2 separate regions of the Gasterosteus aculeatus genome follow, and region 1 is linked to region 2. Evidence: chromatin contacts called from public Hi-C data. All regions are on one chromosome and are shown on one strand. The core of a region is the stretch at or near the end of the contact, and the rest is flanking DNA. Distances in the headings are between cores, read along the strand shown. Region 1 overlaps cacna2d3a (calcium channel, voltage-dependent, alpha 2/delta subunit 3a). Region 2 overlaps wnt5a (wingless-type MMTV integration site family, member 5a).

Region 1 (5,260 bases), core at 270-2,769, 53 kb after region 2:
AGATAAAAATAGACACATAAATGCTGAGGCCCAGTCATGCTAGGACACACATATGCTCTGTGAAGACACGGACACACCTAATGAGACACTAAAGATGTATTTATTTAGCTTCCCCTCCAATTGTGGCTTTGAAGTTCATTGTGACTCAGATAGCGAGTCAATGTCCCTCTATAGGTGAGTGAGAGTGAGTGTGACAGATTATGCTACTTTCTAACAAACATTACACATTCATATCTATTTCATGGTTTACCTTTATGTGTTTAAATTATTTTTAAGCCAGAGTGACACGTTTTCTCTGGGGATAAAAACTGTATGAATATCTTATGAAATATGAAGCATTTCTGCAAATGAAACTACCCAACAGTACATTAAGCAGTTAAAGCTAATTGTACCTCAACAAGTTAAAACAGTAAACTATTTTGTAAATGTTAATCCTTCAGTAATTAAATAGAGATCTGAAACTGGACATTCTGCTGTAACTTTCCTTCAAATACTTCAGTGATGTTATAGCGGCTCCAGCTACTTTGTTAAAATACCCACTTAAGCTTATAGAGCTTATACTGAGTGCATAGTTAATTACTTCTTTAATAAACAACCCCTATGTTTCTCATTTCATTCTAATCTGGCTGATAAAAACATTAAACAAACTACTAAAGACTATAGGCATGGCATAAGCCATTCTAGTAAAGCACCATAGCTTTAATACAATGGAGGAATAAGCACACACAAAATATAACACATTTAAGGCAATCAGAAGCCAGAGATGACTACAGATATTAAGCTTTATGTGATACAATTGTAAAGCTTGTTATCTTATAAATTCCAATATATATAAAATGTTAGTTATTCAAATGAACATAAATCGATATGGTTCTTCCACCACTGTAGCTCATAAAATAAGTGCTAGCTGAGTGTGAAATGAAGACACATGAAAAGACTATGAAAGAAAAAATAAATGATACAGGAAACAAGCGAGTGGCGGATGAAGTAAAAAGGGAGGATTCCCTACCTTCCTCTACTGTAACATTCCCTCTGAAAAAATACTTTCCATGGCCTCTGGAAAGAGCTACCCCTAAACTAAAAACAAATGACAAAAAGTGTTTCTCAAATGACAACTCACCAGCTGTTTTTTTGTGAAAAGAAACTCTGAAAACTTGTTCTCAACTTTGTTCACTTTTCATAAGACTCTCTCTACTTTTCTTACCTGAAAGGAGTCCCTTTGATATCTGTGTGGTAGTAATCATTATGCAACACTAGCACACGTTTCTGAAATAAAAGAGAGAACACATTCTATTTTACAGCAGTAAACAGTAGGCGGGTGTGGTGCCAGTTATCTGATGCGATCTGATCGGATTTTCTGCAGCGTGGCTCCATCTAGTGGTGCATGGAACACATGCTGCGTCTGTCACATGACCTGCCACAGTCATGTTTTTGCACCCTGTGAGTCATTGGATAAGGATTTGGAATATGCATCTGTGTACATTTGAGTGTGAGCGTGTAATTGTGCGTGTGTGTGCATGTGTGTGTGGCTGTATTAACATATTAAATGCTCAATAATCAGGCTAATGTATAATGCTCTTTACTAAGCTTTGATGATGCAAAGTGCGCACGTGCACACACACACAAACAAACACACACACACACACACACACACACACACACCTGAATGCCTGCCTCCCTCTCTCTCCCTCTCTCTCTCTCTCTGATAGAAAAGTAGTAAAAGAGAATCATGGGTCTTGCTGTCTCCCCAGCACCGAGCAGCATGTGCTGGGTGGAGATAACGGGCTCACACTCACAGACAGACACACACCCATGCTGCAGAGCAAACAAAGTCGGAAACAAAATCCCTAAGTCTATCCTGTACATCACCCGTGCAAAGTGTGACAACCCCCTGCGTTCTCCCCGCTGCGTATTTTCACAGGCACACCCTTTTGGACCAGAAGGAAAGTGCTTTTTATGGATTCCTTACCCCTTTATCGACACTCTTCTTCACCTCCATAGAGAAGGTCCCTGTCTTCCTGTTGACCATGGCGTTCCTCAGCTAGCGGCAGAAAGGACATTCCAAATCAACTTAAACATCTGATTTACATTGAGAGAGGTAAAATGTGTTGCTTGATGCAGTTTTTAGAGAGTCTCACCGTGTCGTCCTTATCCTCCCATTCCACCTCAGACAGATCCACACTGCTGTAGTTGGGCTTCTTTCGCTTTTTGCCGTCTCCGTACTGAAAATACCCCCACGTGAGCGTGCATGCAAGCACAGAGAGATACGAGAGATACTGAAGTATACTGCACCATACTAGGGCACATTTCTATGACTTATTATACAGTAAGAGTTAAAGGTTTGGACACACTTTGTCATTGAATTGATTGAGAAAATGGGTCCAGTTTCTTTTTTTTTTGTGTCATTAAGATCACACTTTCCAAGAGCCTAATGTTACTTTCTCAAATTGTTGGCTCCAAGTAAAGCAATGTGTTGTTTTTACAAGAAGTCAATTCATTTTTTTCAATGCTGTAGTTAAGCAAATGTATAAACATGATAACAGTCCACTTTAATACCACGGTGTCATCTTGCCGCTAGATAGATAATTGGCTGCTGGTAGTAGCTTCATACTTGACGGACGAATGGGATCTCCTTATCTAACTCTCGACAAAGAGAGAGATGTCAGACTATTGCTTTAATCAAATAATTAAGGAGCCTGAAATGATGAGGAGGAGACCAAACCTACAAATACCACGGTCATCTCCCCCTGGCTACCAGACCTAACATGTTTGGCCTGGACCTTAAATCGACACAGGAGATTATTAGGTGTATCAATGTGTACTATAAGTGTGTACTTTCGTGTGAGTCACCCTCATCATTCACTTTTCAGCAAGGACAGACTCCCACCCCTCATTAGTTGTTAAATGCTGTTTATTAACGTCTTTAATTAGACTGCAATTAAAACATCCGTCTGTCCCACTGTCTGGTCTCTCTTCCTTCCTCCTCACATCCCTGCATATCTCTCCTCATTGTCCCCCTGGTTGCTTGCGCTCGTCAATCAAACCCCCCCCCCCCCCCCCCCCCTCTATCTGCACCCCCCCCTCTCTCCCCCTCATCCTCTTGTGAGAGGAGTGAGTGAGTACAAAAGAGTTAATCACAGCCATTCAGAAGCCGTATCTCTGTTTATTCACAGCCCAGCAGAGTCCTGGAACACACTCTCCTCATCTGCATACCACCACGCAGCCAATACACGGACACCGTGCGGCGCGTACTCACACGGCGAAACATGCGCACTCCATTTCAATCGGCATCGCAACACGATCAAGAAATCAGCAATTAACCCGCCATGAACTCAAGAGTTACTATTCCTCAGTCCCTTGTACAAAATAAATGAATACGTTTGAACTTGAATCTCTGGGCCCTTAAAAGATTTTTTTATGATAATAAGGTTTGTTACAGGTGTGAATGGCGCAGGAGGCTGGAGGTAATACTCACAAGTGGCCGTAGATCTGGATGGGTGAGGATGTAGCCGTTGTTAGTGATTGCAAAGGCGTAGCCGTGAATACCCAGCTAGGAAGGATGCACACAAATACACACCAAATGGTCTCATGACAATCCATATTAAATTGTAAATTGGGGCCAATCAAGCTCTTTGTATTTTGTTACCAGCAGAATCTGTTTTTGGTGAAACTCACAGAAATGCACAATGAAAGGAGGGTGGTGTAATTAATCTACGTCTGTACAAATAACACGCTTTCAGTTGTCAAAATCTTACACCCATCCAATCTTCCGATCCAGAAGTATAAGGAATATGCACAGGGAACATATCATAATGCAGTAGTCTACATACGGTGTACTTTTCCTGTGATTATTGGACACGAGTGAGCTAAATAATCAATGTCGAAAACTAATAGAAAACCTTTGATTTATCTGCTACCAGATGTGGCATTCAATTCGTGCACTGCAGAGTTAAACTGGCGTATGTGTCCTATTGAAACATATGAATACCGTTCAAAGGAACTTGCCACAGTTTTTTACTGACTTTACTAACGAATGACACATTCACACGCCCCAGTAATTTTGTTAAAATTATCAAAAGTGGTTATGTGGTGATGCAGAGGTTATCTCATACAGCCATTGAGGTCTAAAATGATTTGCAGTAAAACAACTGGGTGATGTTGGGAGCAGTACCTTATATTTGGGGATGGTCTTGAGCAGCTCAGAGACAGGTACATCGGTCCCAACCACCCCGAGCAGTATGCCACTGTTTCGCTGGTAATACACATATGAAAATTTCTAAATGTCATTTGAAAGCTTATTAAACAACACGCAATCTTACAGACCACTGTTCACGAAATGAACATTGTCAATCTATAGTACTAGTACTAGTATTGAATTAGGGTCTACCGTGTCCCAATTTACAGACTGAAAAACATTTCATAACTTTCAATCGAAGACTTTCAAAGAAATAATTGAACATTATTTCACAGTTTGTGTCTTCTGATTCCTTGTGAGTTTTGCAATACGTAATTGCTTAGTTTTCAATCAAGCTGAACTGTTTGCTGGAGAAAACATAATGCTTTCACATCATTTCATGTGCACTTACAGTCTCATTCTTGGTACTGAACACTGGCATGGCCACCGTGGTCATCAGAACCGGACTTCGACCGTCTTCCATCTGGCTCATGGAGGAAGAAAAGGGAAAGAGAGCGATTGAGAAATAGAAAGAGAGAGAGAGAGAAGGAGGGGGGAGAACAGGAAAGCTAATGATGAGACAGTATCTTTATAGTCACGAGAGAAAAGTACCTACACAGCACATTGCATGGTATCATTCACATTGTATCAATCACACTCAGTGAATTCATTACTCGGGTTCCTTCAGAAGTGAACCTGATAGGAATCCTGCAGCTGACCTCGTCATATTATCTTCTTCCAGGACCTAAGAAACTTCCATGACATGTTTTATTCATGTTTATTATTTGCCTTAAAGTGTGTTCAATCACCAGCTTGTCTTTGATCTCTTGCAGAATAAGCGCTTTGGAATATCCAAAGGCAGTGCTTCCAGTTTGAATCTGGTATCTTTCCTCCCTGAAGACTGCTGGAATAATTATGATATTTATTTTTCCAGCGGCTTTCTGTATCTGACGACGACATCCATTAGAGATGAAAGCTCGACACTGTTAGATACTGGAGGAAGGGCTTCCCACTCGGCAAAAAGTGGTCTGACCTCGTCCACTCAGTCACTCACACGGTTAGCGTTTAAAACACCATAAGTAATTG
Region 2 (4,774 bases), core at 1,982-4,481:
TTGTTCATGTCTCTCTCTTCCGGTCCGTTTTGATTTATTTGTGTTTCTCTATTACAAAGTTGAATAGAACTATAGAATTATTAGATCTGTTGAAAAAAAAAAAAGAAGTAAAAAGTGGTTTGAAAAAAAAAGGTAACGTACACGTTTATGTTTTGCCTCTTTAGGCCTTGGAAACTTCTCAAATGAAATGAACAATTAGGTAGACCTCAATTTCGATTGAACCCGTGGACGTATGCCACCTGTGATAAGGGTCACTGCTCAAAGAGTTTGTCAATCAGACCCCTGTGCTCTTTATTTTATATTCTTTCACTACCTTCATTTTTCTCCACTGTTGTCCGCTTTCCCTCTTCCACTTCCGCTTTCTTGGGTGTCTATGCTTGCATTTTTTCCCCATGTTCCTGAAACGGCACGTGAGTTCATATCCAGTGTGATTAGGAGCTAAGAGTCTGTAGGGTTTCGCTCCATTCATAAAAGACTCCAGCTCGTTTCAGTGATTAACATAGCTGCACCCATGTGAAGGCAAAATTAATCACGTGAAATGAGCTGTTGACTTAGAATGTGCCCTGAAAACGTGCATACGTTTGTGTCAAAATGGCAAATGAGTGAAAACAACCTCCTTATGTGGCTCCCCCTCATCCAGGTCTCTGGCTATGAACCCTTTGCTGATCCCAGAGGCCTACATCATCGGTGCCCAGCCTCTGTGCAGCCAGCTGGTGGGCCTGTCACAGGGCCAGAAGAAGCTGTGCCAGCTCTACCAGGACCACATGCAGTACATTGGCGAAGGAGCCAAAACGGGCATCAGAGAGTGTCAGTACCAGTTCAGACACCGGCGCTGGAACTGCAGCACGGTGGACAACTCCTCTGTTTTTGGTCGGGTCATGCAAATAGGTGAGTGGGCAACAGACATATTTTCAGGAACTTGTACCTGAACACATTGGAGCACATTCAAACACCTGTGTTCACAAATCGTTTATGTTCACCAGTATTATTTAGAATCTGTATGTTCTGTGTACATTCTCCTTTGGGAGTGCGTGCGTCTGTGTAAAGTATATGTGGCTGTTGATTCTCAGCAGCTGCATGGAGGGAATAGTTGGTGGGTGAGGTTGCTGGATAAATCACAAGTCGCTTTGGCGTGCGCGCGCACACACACACACACACACACACACGGTGGAAATGGACTGTTGATTCCCTATATTTACAAGTAATGGGAGTCCAGGAAGTGTGTGCACCAATATATCACCATGTCAGAGATTTGTGTGTGTGTGTGTGTGTGTTTGTGCACTTCTTTGCAGTGTGCACAGATCTCTTACACACAGTTCAAGAGCTTAACAATCCTCTTTAAGTAATCCCCAGTCAAGGATCCTATTATTTAACTATGGTTTGTTTTAGTTTTACTTTGGAATGTCGGCCTTAACCTCAGGACCAATTCCGAGGTGGTTTACCATTTGTTGATCATGACTATCAATCTGAATTTTATGAAGCCATACAATACCAATTATGTGATCAGATGAGGGTCACAGCGAGCTTGCCTTAATAGTAGTAAAAGTCAGTACTTGCACTGGTTACTTGTTGGGAATCTTTGAAATGACTCCAACACATAACTGTGCAAGGGTCGGCATTTGGTTCATGTTGGTCCTCGTTAAGGGTTATTATAGCTTATTTGAAAAAGCAGAAACAAACAAAAGGAACCTGTGTTTCTCAGCAGAGATGAGTTATTATTAGACAACTGTTTTCTTTGAATGTTTTCTACATTTTAAATTGTAGTGAACAAACCCTTTTAAGCACTGTTCTTGTTGTGAACGTAACCCTACGTGCCGCTGTGTGCGCACATAGCGTGTTACTGCGTTTCTAACGCGGCTTTTGGTGACTCTCCATGGATCAGTCTTCATAGAAACCTCATCAGCAGCCGTTCCCCCATTCCTCTCCTCCTTCCCCGGCACTGCTCCCATCTCAGCCCGCAGTGGGCCAAGTAAACATGTCCTCCCCTTTTATGGCTGTCTATCTGAAAGCCTGTCGTCCTCTCGGTCTGCAGGGGGAGGACATTGCTGGTGATTTATGGCTGAGCTCCAGGGGGGGAGCTGGAGTAGTTGGGTTCAGACCCCCTCCCCTGCCTGCCTGCCTCGGGTAGCTCCAGGGTGGGTGCAGGAGAAGGGAGGCAGCAGTGCGGGGGAAGAAAGTTTGTCTGTCCATTAAACGTCACACCAAACTAATAAATTTCCCACTGCCTCTGATTTCCCACCTGAATGTCTTTCAGACTTTCCACAAGTTTATTTACTCATCTTCTATCGTCCGTCTGTCTTTTGCGGTATTAAGTGCGTGCGTTTCTCTTTTTGCTTGCTGTTTTTATTCACTGTCGTTTACTTGACTTATCTCTTCAATAGTCTTTTTTTTCTTTTTCCTCCATCTCCCGTCCTCTTTCCATCTGTTATTGTCATCATAGCACATTCTCTAAAGGTTTGGCCCAGCAGGTATATGAGCTGTGCATTTTTATTTCTAGTGGCAGCCCTTGTCGCCAGAGCCCAGGCACAGCTGGCTGGTCAACTTTTTTTTTTTTTAATTTTCTTTAGTTTCTCATCGAAGTTGTCTCTTCTTGCCTCTGGCTTTGTACAGGATTGGTGATTGCAAAAACTGCTTGTTTTATGTTATTAATCATTTCTGGCTCTTATCTCTGTAGGAGACATTTGAGTGTAGAACCAGTGGGAGTTAATTTGCAATGTCTTGGGGATGTGTCAGTCAAAACAGCCCCACTAAAATAACTACTGTCACTTTCAATTTGGGTGAAATGGCGGCCGCTTGTTAAGAAGCACCTCTGTCACTGGAGGGCGCCCTCTTCTCTCTGGCTGGAACCCAATAACGGCAAACCAGAGTCCATCTTTCAAAAATGTCGATGAGAAGCATGCAGCTCTTGTTTGGAGTGCTGTGTAATCTTCAATGTAAAGCCAATGCTGTCATGTGACATCCCATTCTACATTCAGTGGAAAGATATCGGACCACGTTTGGTACAAAATGAATATACGTCCATAAACAACGACGATGGAAGGAGCGGATGGGTGCGCCGAATTTTTCTCTTTTTGCATCAAATGTGCCATGATGTTCCTGTTTGTATGTTTGTTTGTTTGTTTACAGGCAGCCGAGAAACGGCATTCACCTATGCCATCAGCGCGGCAGGAGTGGTGAACGCGGTGAGCCGCGCCTGCAGAGAGGGGGAGCTCTCCAGCTGCGGGTGCAGCCGCGCTGCTCGCCCCAAGGACTTGCCGCGAGACTGGCTGTGGGGCGGCTGCGGAGACAACCTCAACTACGGCTACAGGTTCTCCAAGGAGTTTGTGGATGCACGTGAGCGGGAGAAGAGCTACCCGAAAGGCTCATATGAGAGCGCCCGGCTGATGATGAATATTCACAATAACGAGGCTGGAAGAAGGGTATGAAGCAAAGGTTGCATGCATAGACGCACACAAATGTTGTAAGATGTCATGAGCTCAGAAGCGAGCAGACTGATTTAAACTTCAGGCCCTTGCATGGGATCAGCCAGTGATGGGTGCAAGAGGGGCTTGTGAGATAATCCCAGTCCTTCGCATAGCGGATCGTTGGGGTAACGGCTATGTCAGCTCTCCCCTTCTGGGGCTTTGGTCTGTGGGGAATGAGGCAGCACTTGGGTTCTTTTTGCTCTCCAAACATCTTAAACACCTCAAAGGAAACCTAATGGAGATGTTCTCTTTCAAGTAGGACAAATTAACGTTTTATTTAATGGACTATTAGAGACGTGAACATGATCATTTTGTTTTTCTGGGCAATGTGGTGCCTTATGACATTTGGAGCTGTATATTGTTCAAATATTTGAGTTCAAATGACATGCATGAAGCATGTCTGCAGTTCACCGCATAAGAATACATTTTTTGGCAAATTCTCCATTTGATTATTAATCCATTTTATTTCTTTTCCCTCCCTTCCTTCAGACTGTGTCCGACCTTGCCAACGTGTCCTGCAAGTGCCACGGGGTGTCCGGCTCCTGCAGTCTGAAGACCTGCTGGCTGCAGCTGGCTGACTTCCGCAAGGTGGGCGACGCGCTGAAGGAAAAGTACGACAGCTCTGCATCCATGAAGCTCAACTCGCGTGGAAAGCTGGTGCAGAAGTTCAGCAATTTCAATGCTCCCACCAGCCACGACCTGGTGTACATCGAGTCCAGTCCAGACTACTGCCTGAAGAACCAAAGCACGGGCTCCTTGGGAACGGTGGGGCGCCTTTGCAACAAGACCTCGGAAGGCATGGATGGGTGCGAGCTGATGTGCTGCGGCCGCGGTTACGATCAGTACAAGGCCCAGATAGTTGAGCGCTGCCACTGCAAGTTCCACTGGTGCTGCTATGTCAAGTGCAAGCGCTGCACCAAAATCGTAGACCAATTTGTCTGCAAGTGAGAAGAGCGCTGCCCATGTGTGCTTGCCTGCAGACGATGGGCGTACACCGGCCTGTGTATATGCCAGCAAAGGAGTTGAACACAGAAAGAATAGAGGAGAAAAAAAAAGAAACTATATAAATTATATTTATAGAGTTAAACAAATATGCCATTGCAAAAAGACTGACTTTTTTTTCCAACAAAAAAAAAAATCGTATGTCTTCAGAAACTGAGAGTATTGTGAAATATTTATTTTGAGATTGTTTTATTTTGGCCTAGTCTTCACCAGTCGAATTATTTTTTTTATTTTTTTACCCATTCAAGTGCCTAAAACGGGCTGGAAATGTCCCCCCCACCTTTTTTTCATAACAGAAAATGCAGTTG

Evidence for each region. Hi-C and Micro-C count contacts between places; a contact is called where the count stands out from the background.
Region 1: a contact with region 2 is called in a Hi-C map of skeletal muscle, with 3 times the contacts expected there. The contact joins two enhancer-like sites. A contact is called at or near these places in 2 of 6 Hi-C or Micro-C datasets (both in skeletal muscle).

The regions. Positions count from the first base shown.
Region 1 is chr2:9,371,697-9,376,956 of fGasAcu3.hap1.1, forward strand. It overlaps cacna2d3a (calcium channel, voltage-dependent, alpha 2/delta subunit 3a), which reads right to left. Exons shown (of 36, transcript XR_013453036.1): 13 at 4,587-4,658; 14 at 4,172-4,252; 15 at 3,476-3,550; 16 at 2,139-2,222; 17 at 1,970-2,041; 18 at 1,205-1,266; 19 at 1,010-1,077. Among protein-coding and RNA genes, the nearest start is that of lrtm1, 13 kb to the left of the region's middle. Within about 2 kb of position 1,520, at least 4 of the 9 cell types and tissues checked have open chromatin away from gene starts, as enhancers often do.
Region 2 is chr2:9,317,185-9,321,958 of fGasAcu3.hap1.1, forward strand. wnt5a (wingless-type MMTV integration site family, member 5a) reads left to right here. Exons shown (of 5, transcript XM_040194026.2): 3 at 641-888; 4 at 3,127-3,419; 5 at 3,954-4,774. The coding sequence ends at 4,412. Among protein-coding and RNA genes, the nearest start is that of wnt5a, 6.9 kb to the left of the region's middle. Within about 2 kb of position 3,232, at least 1 of the 9 cell types and tissues checked has open chromatin away from gene starts, as enhancers often do.